2 separate regions of the Mus musculus genome follow, and region 2 is linked to region 1. The links are chromatin contacts, called in public ChIA-PET maps. All regions are on one chromosome and are shown on one strand. The core of a region is the stretch at or near the end of the contact, and the rest is flanking DNA. Distances in the headings are between cores, read along the strand shown.

What was found. ChIA-PET counts read pairs in DNA pulled down with a chosen protein or histone mark.
Region 2: an RNA polymerase II ChIA-PET map of memory CD8 T cells shows a contact between it and region 1, with 283 read pairs. The contact joins two enhancer-like sites. A contact is called at or near these places in 4 of 484 Hi-C or Micro-C datasets (CD8 T cells, Th1 cells, Th2 cells and 1 more) and 7 of 115 datasets of contacts at active chromatin or transcription factors (CD8 T cells, effector CD8 T cells, large pre-B cells and 3 more).

What each region holds. Positions count from the first base shown.
Region 1 is chr16:51,687,328-51,692,980 of GRCm38.p6, reverse strand. No RefSeq gene overlaps it. Among named protein-coding and RNA genes, the nearest start is that of Gm29686, 300 kb to the left of the region's middle. Within about 2 kb of position 1,935, at least 31 of the 459 cell types and tissues checked have an H3K27ac peak or open chromatin away from gene starts, as enhancers often do. A contact at or near this core is called in CD8 T cells, Th1 cells, Th2 cells and 4 more, where this site is marked.
Region 2 is chr16:52,179,328-52,184,631 of GRCm38.p6, reverse strand. It overlaps Cblb (Casitas B-lineage lymphoma b), which reads right to left. Exons shown (of 18, transcript NM_001033238.1): 14 at 1,274-1,420. Among named protein-coding and RNA genes, the nearest start is that of Gm23513, 77 kb to the right of the region's middle. Within about 2 kb of position 3,226, at least 68 of the 459 cell types and tissues checked have an H3K27ac peak or open chromatin away from gene starts, as enhancers often do. A contact at or near this core is called in CD8 T cells, Th1 cells, Th2 cells and 4 more, where this site is marked.

The DNA of each region.
Region 1 (5,653 bases), core at 686-3,185:
TGTGAGATTTTGAGGCCAATGTATATTTCAGACAGGTTGGGAGTAAGTGGACTGAATCTCTTTGTCTATTGATTCCTTGAAGATAACTTGAAGTACTTGTAGTAAATGCTGTAGATAAAAATCATATACAAAAGGGAGGCTTTCTCTTCCACTCACAAGACTATGCATCCCAGACCATTAGCCTTCTTTACGTTCTTCTCTGTCATTATTCCTTCAGGCTTGCATCCTCTCGCTTTAATCAAGCTAGGCAATTGGAAGCTTCTTTAGTCTTTGGTTCCTAAAGTGCTCCTTGGTTTTGCCCTTCTTGTTTACTGTTTTACATCACAGAAGAGATCTGAACCATTGCACAATAACTTCCTGAGAGGCCATAGATTCCCACTTCTTCATTCCCTGGTTAGTTAAGTGACTGCATATTATATGGAGTCAACAACACCAGGATATTCTGGCTGTAGCTAAGTATTTGCACAAGATCAGGAAGCTACTCTCCTCTCAATGGGAGAAGGACTTTTATTGATCTACCAGCAGAGAAGGAAATTCTGAGATGGAAACTCTGAAGCCAGCAAATCCTGGCTTTCACTCTTTATAAGATACTTCGATGTTAGAAATTTGTCTATTTCCCCATTTTGTAAATGTAATGATTGATGCAAATATTAAACCTTTGAGGCATTCTCAGTGGAAATCTAATCAATTGATATAATTGACCCAGATACTTCTACATATTAAACTCTATTAATCTGAAGTACTCAGCCTCTGTTTCTTTAAACTAATCTCTTCTATTTTCCCTCTAGCAAGTTCCTTTAGTTATATTTACATGAGACAAGGATCTTGATCCTTTGAGACTGCTGTTTGTTTCTGACTGAAGTGCTCTTTGTGAAACTATAGTGCTACCCTAGTGAGTTGATAGGATGTCTGGGATTTTATTTAAAACTCTTGAAATTTAGCAAGTGTGAACCTACTGAATTAATAAATGTTGGTGAAAATTCCAGATGTTGGATTAATTAACGATAAAGTCATTTTATCATAATCCAGAATTCATTGAATATTTTGTTCAATGTTGTGCCATTTAGGTTAATATCAGTGGTATCAAGTTTAATAATACCATACTATCAGGCCCATGAATTTATATATGGGTGTAAATTCTGCCTTAAATAATACTTTTTGCTTTTAAAGGACTATGACTAAGAGAACTGTTAAAAAGGAAAAGAAAAAGAAGAGAAAAAGAAGAGAAAAAGAAAAGAAAAAGAAAAGAAAATTTAGAACTGCTTAAGGACTGCTTTTAAAACACTTTGTATATGTTTTTGTCTTTGTAGATGGTTAACCTCAGAGGCTAACCTTAGCAAACATAATTGTGTGCATTGTACTCTGTTTTCATTCTTTTATTCAGCTCTTTTCATGAGTAAAGTAGGGCTTGCTAGAAATCTGTTCTGGAGACCAATATCCATGTTTCTGCTGAATCAGTTTACTTAGAGGCATATTTTATTAAGGCACTTTTTTTTTCTTTTTGGCTATTGGAGAACAGAAGGCAGAAATCTGAGCAAAAGAAAACAAGAGAATATTTTATTTTACCTATCTCACTAGAACAGATGTTAATCCCAAAGTTTCTAGGAGGAATACCACAGATCCAAATCATCATGCTCCAATTAATTAAATCAAGGAAGTAAGTAATTAGAGCAGGCTTTTTAAACTCTCAAGATCTACCTCCCCCTAAGGTAAGGTTTAAGAAATCAGCATTGGATGTGAGATGACAAGGTTGCATAGCTCAGAGGTAGGGGGTTTCCAAATAGGCAAAATAGACAGGGATACCGGAGCAGAACATAAACGTAACAAGTTAGTCATAATGATCTCCTGAAACACAGACATGATAGCAAGATGGTCCTAACAAGATAGTCATCACAATCTTTTGAAACAAAGGTATGCTTTCAAGATGGTTTTGAAACAAAATGTGGTTGCGGTTTCCTGAAACAGGCAGTACAGAACCATTTGTAGCTGAGGTTACAGGTGGGACATAGCCCAGTTCTTGAGAAACAGAGACTTAGTCATAAATAAGAATGAGCCTAGTTTGTCTTTACAATATGATGGTTGTAGGAGTTTGAATAGGTATGCCCCTCCCATACACTCATGTGTTTAAATGTTTGGCCTGCGGGGAGTGGCACTATTAGATGGTGTGGCCTTGTTGAAATAGGTGTAACTTTGTTGGAGGAAATGTTGTACTGTGGAGGTAGGCTTTGAGGTGTCATATACACGCAAGTTACACCCTGTGTAGAAGACACTATCTTCTCCTTGTTGCCTGTGAATCAAAATGTAGAACTCTCAGTTTCTTCTCTAACACTGAGTTTGTCTGCATTCTGCCATGCTTCCCACCATGCTGATAAGGGACTAAACCTCTGAAAATGTAAGCCAGCCCCCTCAAAATGTTTTTAAAATGTGTAGAAGAGTTGTCTTGGTCATGGTGTCTCTTCACAGCAATAAAACCCTAAGACAGAAGTTGATACCAGGAACTGGGGTATTGCTGTGATAGGCCTAATAATGCTTTGGTTTAGAGGAATTTTGGGACTTTGGATTAGGAACATAGTGGAATACTTTAAATGGGGTTTATTGGGCCATACTAGTAGAAACATGGAAGACAGTGGTATTGATGATAATTTAAACTATGTGAACCTGGTTTAAGAATTTTCAATTGAGAAGAATTTTAGTTTGTTGCCTAGAGATTATTCTTATAATATTTTGGTGAAAAATGTGGCTGCTTTTTTGCTCTTGTCTTAAGAGTTTGCCTGAGGCTAAGGTGAAGAGTTTTGTTTTTTTTTTTTTGTTGTTTTTTTATTAATTGCATTAGCAAAAGAAATCTCAAAACAGCCTAGCATAGACTATGGTTCACTTTTATGAAGATAAATTTGATGAAATGTAACAAGAAAGGAAAAGTACAAAATGTATTGTACAAGTGCTAACGGGGAACCAGGAATGTAGCTAAATCCTGAGTTCAAAGAGATAAACAGATTAAAAATATTAAATGGAATTAAGGGAGTGATGCCTCAGGACAAGATCCCATTTGCTAAGGTTCCATCTTATGAAAAAATAAATAAAGAAAAGCTTCAATCCATGTTGTATACCTCTTTAATTTCAACACACAGGAGACAGAGGTATGCAGATGTCTGAGGTTCAAGGTCTTCCTGGTCTACAGAACAAGTTCTAGAGCAGACAAGCTTAGTTAGTGAAGGAAATCATTAAAAAACAGAAAGCTTGAGCCCGGTGTGGTGGCGCAAGCCTTTTATCCCAGCACTTGGGAGGCAGAGGCAGGTGGGTTTCTGAGTTTGAGGCCAGCCTGGTCTACAAAGTGAGTTCCAGAACAGCCAGGACTACACAGAGAAACCCTGTCTTGAAAAAAAAAAGTTTAAAAAAAACAGAAAGCTTGTGATGATGTAATTGAACAAATGGGTGATGTTCTATTCCTAGCAAGCAGCAGAATTTGGCAGCTTCAGTCATGTGGGTCTAACTTGAGAGTCAAGGATTAAAGAAAGGGGTTATGAAATCTACCTCTGAGACTAAGGAAAGTCACTGAGGCAAAGCATGTGGCAGATGTGTCCCTTCATGGAGACTCAGAGAGGCCGTAGTGAGAAAGTAAATCCTATATTGCCTTGGAGAATCCAAGAGAATAAAATTACCAGAGCTATGGGATACCTGCAGAAGAAAGCATCTAATATGGAGTAGATCCAGCCTGAGAAAGAAGTGTGTTTCAATCAACAAAGCTGAAAAGAGTTGGGGATCTGAAGAGCATTTTGGCATTAGATGGAGATGCAGAGTTTAGAGTTTGCCCAGCTGATTTTTGATCATGTTTTGGTTCAGTATTTTCTCTCTATGCCGCCTTCCCTACATTTTGGAACAGTAATATTAATCCTGTGCCACGATATGTTAGAAGTATGTGATTTGCTTTTTCAGTTTGATTTCATAGTAAATTACAATTAAGAGATTGCATGAATCTCAGAAAATACTTAGGACTTTTAAACATTGTTGGGACTGTGATAGACTATTGGGACTTTTGAAGTTGGAATAATGCCTTTTGCATTATGTTATGGCTATAGAGAATGGAATATGGTGGTCTGAATAGGTATGACACCCCCCCCCCATAAACTCATGTTTTTAAATGCTTGGCCAATGGGGAACCATAGTAAATAGAACTATTAAGAGGTGTGGACTTGTTGGAGTAGGTTTGGCCTTGTTGGCAGAAGTGTGTCACTTTAGGATGGGCTTTGAGGCTTCATATGTGCTCAAGCTACACCCAGAGTGTAAGGCACAGTTTCCTTCTGGCTGCCTTTGGATCAAGATGCAGAACTCTCAGCTCCTTCTCCAGCACCATGTCTGCCATACTTCCCACCATGATGATAATGAACTAAAGTTCTAAATCTGTTAGTCAGGCACAATTAAATGTTTTATAAGCGTTGCTTTGGTCATGGCATCTTTTCACAGCAATAAGACCCTAGCTAATACAATGGGTTTTAAGCCTAAAGTAGAGGTAGATTGTTTCAGCACAGAGAACGATTTAAATGTAGTAATGGAAAGTACCTCTTCAGGACATCTTAGTAGTGACTGCTCCTGGTTTTAAGGAACATACTAAAGTACAACAGTCATTGGTCTAAATTATATAACAAAGTATTTCACATATACTAGTCTCTTAGAGTATACAATGCAACATCTTCTGTATCCCTAAGTTTTTTGTTCAGAGAGCAAGAGATCAAGAGTAAAAGCATGCAACAAGAGACAGACAGATGGAGGAGCACAAAGAATGAAAATTGTTCATGCTAAGGATGTATATTTATTACCTATATTCATTCTAATAGATTGAGAGGCATGGAGGTAATTAAAGACAGGAAAATATGCTTGGTCGTTATCTGAAGGAAGCATTCAGATTGTTTATCCCAAATCTCGGTTCTATCATTGATCCTAAGTCTGAGGGGTGCTAATATTCACTTTGACATTAGGCTCTTTAGAAATTTCTGTGTGTGGAGAGGAGAAAACAATGATGAATCCAAAATCTCCCATATGTAAAAAACAAAACAAAACAAAACTGGTAAGTGGTTATCAGACCTACAGACTGAACTGGGTAGAGACTAATGCTGTGTGTAGTCCATATCTATTTTTAAAACATTAAATTGAATAGAAGAGAAACAATTAGCTAACATGAAGCTACTTATGAAAAGCAGAAACAATTGCTTTGCTATAATGTTTTTGTTTTGTAGGGGCATTATCTGTTTTGTATTTTTATATTTACATGGTGTGTGTATGCATGTGGGTGTGCCTGTGTGTATGTGTGTGTGTGTGTGTGTGTGTACACATTCAGACTTTCATGAGCCCAGAGATGAACATAAGCATCATCCTTTATTGTTTCCCATGTTATTGATCAAGGCAGTGTTTCTCCATCTTGCCTAGTCAAGCTGGGATATGGGTCTCTGTATACTGAGTGCTGGGATTAGAAGCAGTAACCACAATTTCTTAGCTTTTATGTTCTGTGGATAAGCATCTAGTCTTTAAACTTGTGTGGTGGTGTTTTATTTACTGAGCCATGATGCAATCCCTGTCTTTTAGTTCTAAGGCAAAGATAACTCCTGTCTGTTACATCAAGGAACAAGATTGTCTGGTAAAGCCACATTAGATCCATAAG
Region 2 (5,304 bases), core at 1,977-4,476, 490 kb before region 1:
CACGTGGCTCTCCCAGGGTAACACTCTCCGTTATCGTCTTTGCAGGAGCACTCATCAGCACGATTAACAAGAGATAGCTGGTTCTTGCTGTAATCAGGGAAAGCGTGGGCTGCAGTGCATCACTTAGCCTGGGTAGTAACTCCGCCCACCAGCATCCCTTTGGAGGCACAACTCTTGGTTTCCAAGAATTTCTTTCTCTACCTCTGTGAGACACCTGGGAAGCGTTTTCAACTCCAAAGATGGAAACTCTACTCATAAAATACTTTAAGTCGACTGAGCTGGCCTCAAGTGGAAGCAGCACACTGAGTAAAGATGGCGTGGATGACTGATGGCCTTGCAGTCTCCTATCTGTCAGTCATCAGGAGGCCCCAGGCAGCTCAGCCACTAACAGTGTCTGAACAGAGCTGAGCAACTTGGAGCCAAGCACAGCTCCAGGAATACTATGCAAGAAGAATGCAGGCCAGAAAATAAGTTCAGAAAATAAAGCTAATAGATTGACATGTCAGTAAGATGCAAATTATATAAATGTTACTGTAACTGTATTAAGTTTCATGCATGCAAAGCCATGATTTTGCTTAGAGACAAACATATTTCAAAACATGTAAGCCATTATCAATAATTCTTATAAAAGTCAATGTGACTGGCACTTTGAAGACCAATAATGCTCCTATTATAATGAGGGGAAAAAGAAAAAGAAAACACAGCAAAATAAAACAACAAAACCCAGTGATCTTTGTATTCTTAGCTCATGCAAGAGAAGGTATTTGCTCAAAAAAGAAGTTAACAGAAGTAACGTTAAGGCTTCCCCCCCATTGTATTATGATTTCAGTAGAAGTATATTACATATCAAGAAGGAAAATGAATATAAATTATTCTAGCCTTCACATTATGAAGAAAAATTCTTAAGCAGGTTGACCTAGTACCTTAATATTAGTTTCTAAGCACTAATATTTCTTCATGATATATATGCTTGGACCTTTTGAAATTCATTAAAATATCTTAGGGGAAATGCATGAATTAATCATCATTATATGTAACGTATAGCTCCTTTTTATTAGATTGTAATTTGGCCTTTTGTGGGGGTGGGGAAGAAGGCAACAAAATCTTTTATGTGGAAGCAATGAAGGAAATATATAGGAACTACAGGCTAGGCAAGGAACAGGATTTTTAACCAATCACATACTATTGAACCGCATAGAAACAACCCCCACGTTTGACAGCATGACGATGCTTATGCCGATGCAGGATGATACAGAGATGCTCATCTTCTTACCGAACAGGAGCTTTGACATTATGGCAATGAGATGGTTGTGAATTCAGGGACACAGGATGGGATGAAGGAATCTTGTATTCATCGTCATCATCTTCTACCGTGTCTCTAGTTTTCTCTGAGAGACAATTTGCTAATGGACCAGTACACCTACCAAGAGGGAAAAGAAAATCCAATCTGGTTTAAGCATCATAAATACCAGAGCAGGAAGGTCTGATGTGACATAGAACAATGAAGAAACTGCTTTGTCACTGGAAGTTTTCAACTGTAAACTGTTCTTACATCCAATAGAAATGGAAGGCCTTGAAATGTTAAGATAAGATATTCATACCTGTGGTTTTTAAGGGTGAACTAAGAAAAAAATGAAAATTACGAAAATGAAAGGGTTTTATAAATAAAGCTTTAACATAAGATGTGTACAATTATTCAAGTCCAAGCTATTAAAATGTTAATTGCTCCCTCCCATGTACTGGAAATCAGCAAAAGTGATAAGGATACACTGAAATCAACTGGAAACAAGAGGTTCTTTAAAGGTTCAAACTGGTCTATGGCTAATACCCATAGTTTTAAAAAAGCCATACATGAGAGAAATTTAACTATCTTGTCAACTTATAACTGTAGTGCTAGAGTTCCTCCCACTGCAACAATTAAGAACGAAACGTGTCCACAATTAGAAGCCGATCATGACAGAAATAAATCTTTGAGATGGATTGTTTTTGTAACTCATGATACCTAAGTGTAATACCTAACTGCAACGAATAAAACACTTAGCGGGATACCGTGGTGGATTTGAGCATTTTACTTGATCATTTGGGAAAATATATAAAATAAAATTGAAAAGTACTCTACTTCCTGTGTGGGTTTTAATTTAACCTTTGCTACTGCCCAAGACAACAGTCCAAAAAAAAAAATGTTAAAATGCAACTTGGCCAACAGGTAGAAAGACAGCTAGTTTGCAAGACACTAGAAAAACTCGGATCCAAGCCACTTTAATTATTATAAACTTCACGGAAAATGTTCCCCCCCCCCCAAAAAAAAAAAAAAAACACAAAACAGTGTAATGTTCCAGCACATTCGGCAGAGGGAGCAGGAGCCCTCTGGTACGTGAGGCAGTCGATGCCTATGTGGCTTTTTGTCTTTTTTCTTTTTCCATTTTCATTTCTTCTCACCACAAAGTTTCATTTTCATTTTGTATTCTTCTCTCCGAGAGCTGAGTGTCCCTGTCTGAACTTCTTGGGACTAAAACATTTTTTCAGATTATTTTTTCCCCTCAAATTTTGGAACAGTTGCAGACTTTACCAGTCGTATCCCTCATGTAATCCTCAAAAAAGCTTTGGATTTTGGAGAACTTTCTATAATGATTTCACTTTTGGGTCAGTGTGGCTGAACACCCGTTATAATAGAAAAAAATGTCAGAGGTGTTTTGTATGTGTGTGTGTGTGTGTGTGTGTGTGTGTGTGTGTGTGTGTGTGTGTGTGCATGTATGTGTGTGCTCATATTTAAAGTTTCAACTGTATTCAGAGATCACGGAAAACCTTCCCTTGGGAGTTTTCAAAAGCTTATACTTTTAGTTTGTCTTTGAAGAAGTTTTCAGTATTGATTTTTAAAGCTCTGTTTGTTAAGAGATACTTCAGGATCCAAATGTCAGTTAATGGTAACCTGAAGCTTTGTTGTAGTAGCAGAGGGGTCTCTACACAGCCCAGAACACAGGCTATGAAATTCATAAACAAACAATAGTGTTATAGTCACTCTAGTTGAATCCTAGAAGACACACCTTGCAACTAAAGGTGACAAAAGTAAAGATGTTTCAAAATGATGACTTGATGGTGTTTTAATATGGTTAGGATAGAAATAACTGTATTTTCTTGCAAACACTAAATTCTTGGAGACAGACATCAATCTCACCAACCTCTGCAAAGACCAGGACGTCTCTATAGGCAGAGGAAGTGGGCCCTGCATGTTCCCATCCTCATCCTGCTCTGCTTCCAGTCTCAGTGAACACCATCTCTATACATACCACTTAAGTAAATACTTCAGAGACAAAAGGGACCTTTGACTTAATATTCAATAACTACATCAAGAGGTGGAAGTTCAAATCTGTCTTACAGGTTACTTCAATAATTTAATGATTTCCAAGAAGCACTTCACTCTGAAGGAAGAATACTTGTTTTTAATTTGCATAACATATAGTATGTATTGGGATGTGTGTGCTCATGCCAAGGTATGGATGGAGGTCAAGGACAACTTGTGGCAATCAGTTCTTACTCTCTCCTATCTTGCCGTTCCCAGGGATTCAACTCAGGTGATCAGACCTTGTAGCAAGAAACCATCTTGTCAGTGCAAGAAATAAACAATTAAAAAAAAAAACAAACAAACCACACCTGTTGTGGTTAGCTCTGGATGCTACCCTTCATTGACAGAAGATCTTGCCTGGCTAAATACCACTCACTCTTTTGTTAGTCAGAGAGCATCTGATGTAAATATGAAAGGCAATAATTATCTATCATTTTATCAAAAACTAAGGGTTCAGTTTTAGAAGCTACTAGTTAGACATTTTATTAGGTTGAATGGATCTTGGTGAGTTATAACTAGAAGTTAAGAAAGCTATGTGCCATTTGTATTGAAATATAAAAAATACATCCTGGTATTTTTTTTAAAGATTTATTTATTGATTATATTTAAGTACACTGCAGCCATCTTCAGACACTCCAGAAGAGGGAGTCAGATCTCGTTACGGATGGTTGTGAGCCACCATGTGGTTGCTGGGATTTGAACTCTGGACCTTTGGAAGAGCAGTCGGGTGCTCTTACCCACTGAGCCATCTCACCAGCCCATCCTGGTATTTTCTACTTATCATTTTAATAAAGTCTTGTAAGAAAGTTCACTATTTTCTCTTAGGTTAATGTTTTAATATTTATTAAAATTTTATCATAAAGAACTTGTAAATAAAAAAGTCAGAGAGATCAAGCTGACCCAAAGTCTATGCATTGTATCCAAACTTTTGTATAGCCTATGAGTCAACAGGTGTCAGCATAACTAGACACAGAGTCACTGTCTGTGTGTATGTTATCTAGATGGTGGACTTAGGGACATGGAGACTCAGTCAGTCACTGGTATATCTTAAGGGAAAGATATTATTTTCATTGTGTTCCTCCAGGGTCCCGGAGGAACAAAGTAGGACAGCTATCTGGCTGGCTCCAAAGGAAAGATACCAAGCCATTTGCATCCATTTACACACATTTACACTGTTATATGACTCCACATTCCTGCTACCTCTTCCATTCTGCTGCTGTTCCTGAGTCATAGCACAGGAGGTACATTTTTCCAGGTTGCAAAACCATTATCCCCTTAACTTGAAACTCATCTGAGCCTTCCTATCCTCATGGTGACTCACTGGCTTGAGTGTGCAGGCACATTCGCCATGTTGAGAAAGAGGTCTATTTCCATCACGGTGATACTTTCTGAGGCCACCTTTCAAAGCTGAAGGTTCACAAACATATTCCTCCCAAGAACTGCCTACTCCCAGAATAACCACAGGGCAGACTGACTGCACATGCCATTACCATTTACTTTGATAATGGACCTCAAATATCACCCTCTTCAAGTGGTTTTCATTCCTAATTGGAGCAACCCTTGACACACCAACTTTTCTCCGAAAACAAAAAGCAGACCCCTTCATATTTCAGTGTCTATAAAAATCCCCATGAAACTGGCAACAAATTCAGTAATTTTCTTTGACCTTTTCGGTTATATGTATTTAGCATATGTCCTTCTATTGATGTGTTTCCTATACTGTTATTTTACTGTTTTTGTCTACAATTGCAACATGTTTAAGGGAAGACCTTGAGGCCATCAAGGATTACCCTACTTTGCACGTAACTGAGCACTTACAAGCTTTTAAATAAAAATAATGAGGGGGTATTAGCAAGGAAAATCACCATGCCGATAAAAAAGGAGAGAGAGCAACAATTTTCAGAACCTTTCATGGACAGAAAAGCATTTTAAATAATATGCCATTTTACTTGCTTCCCATA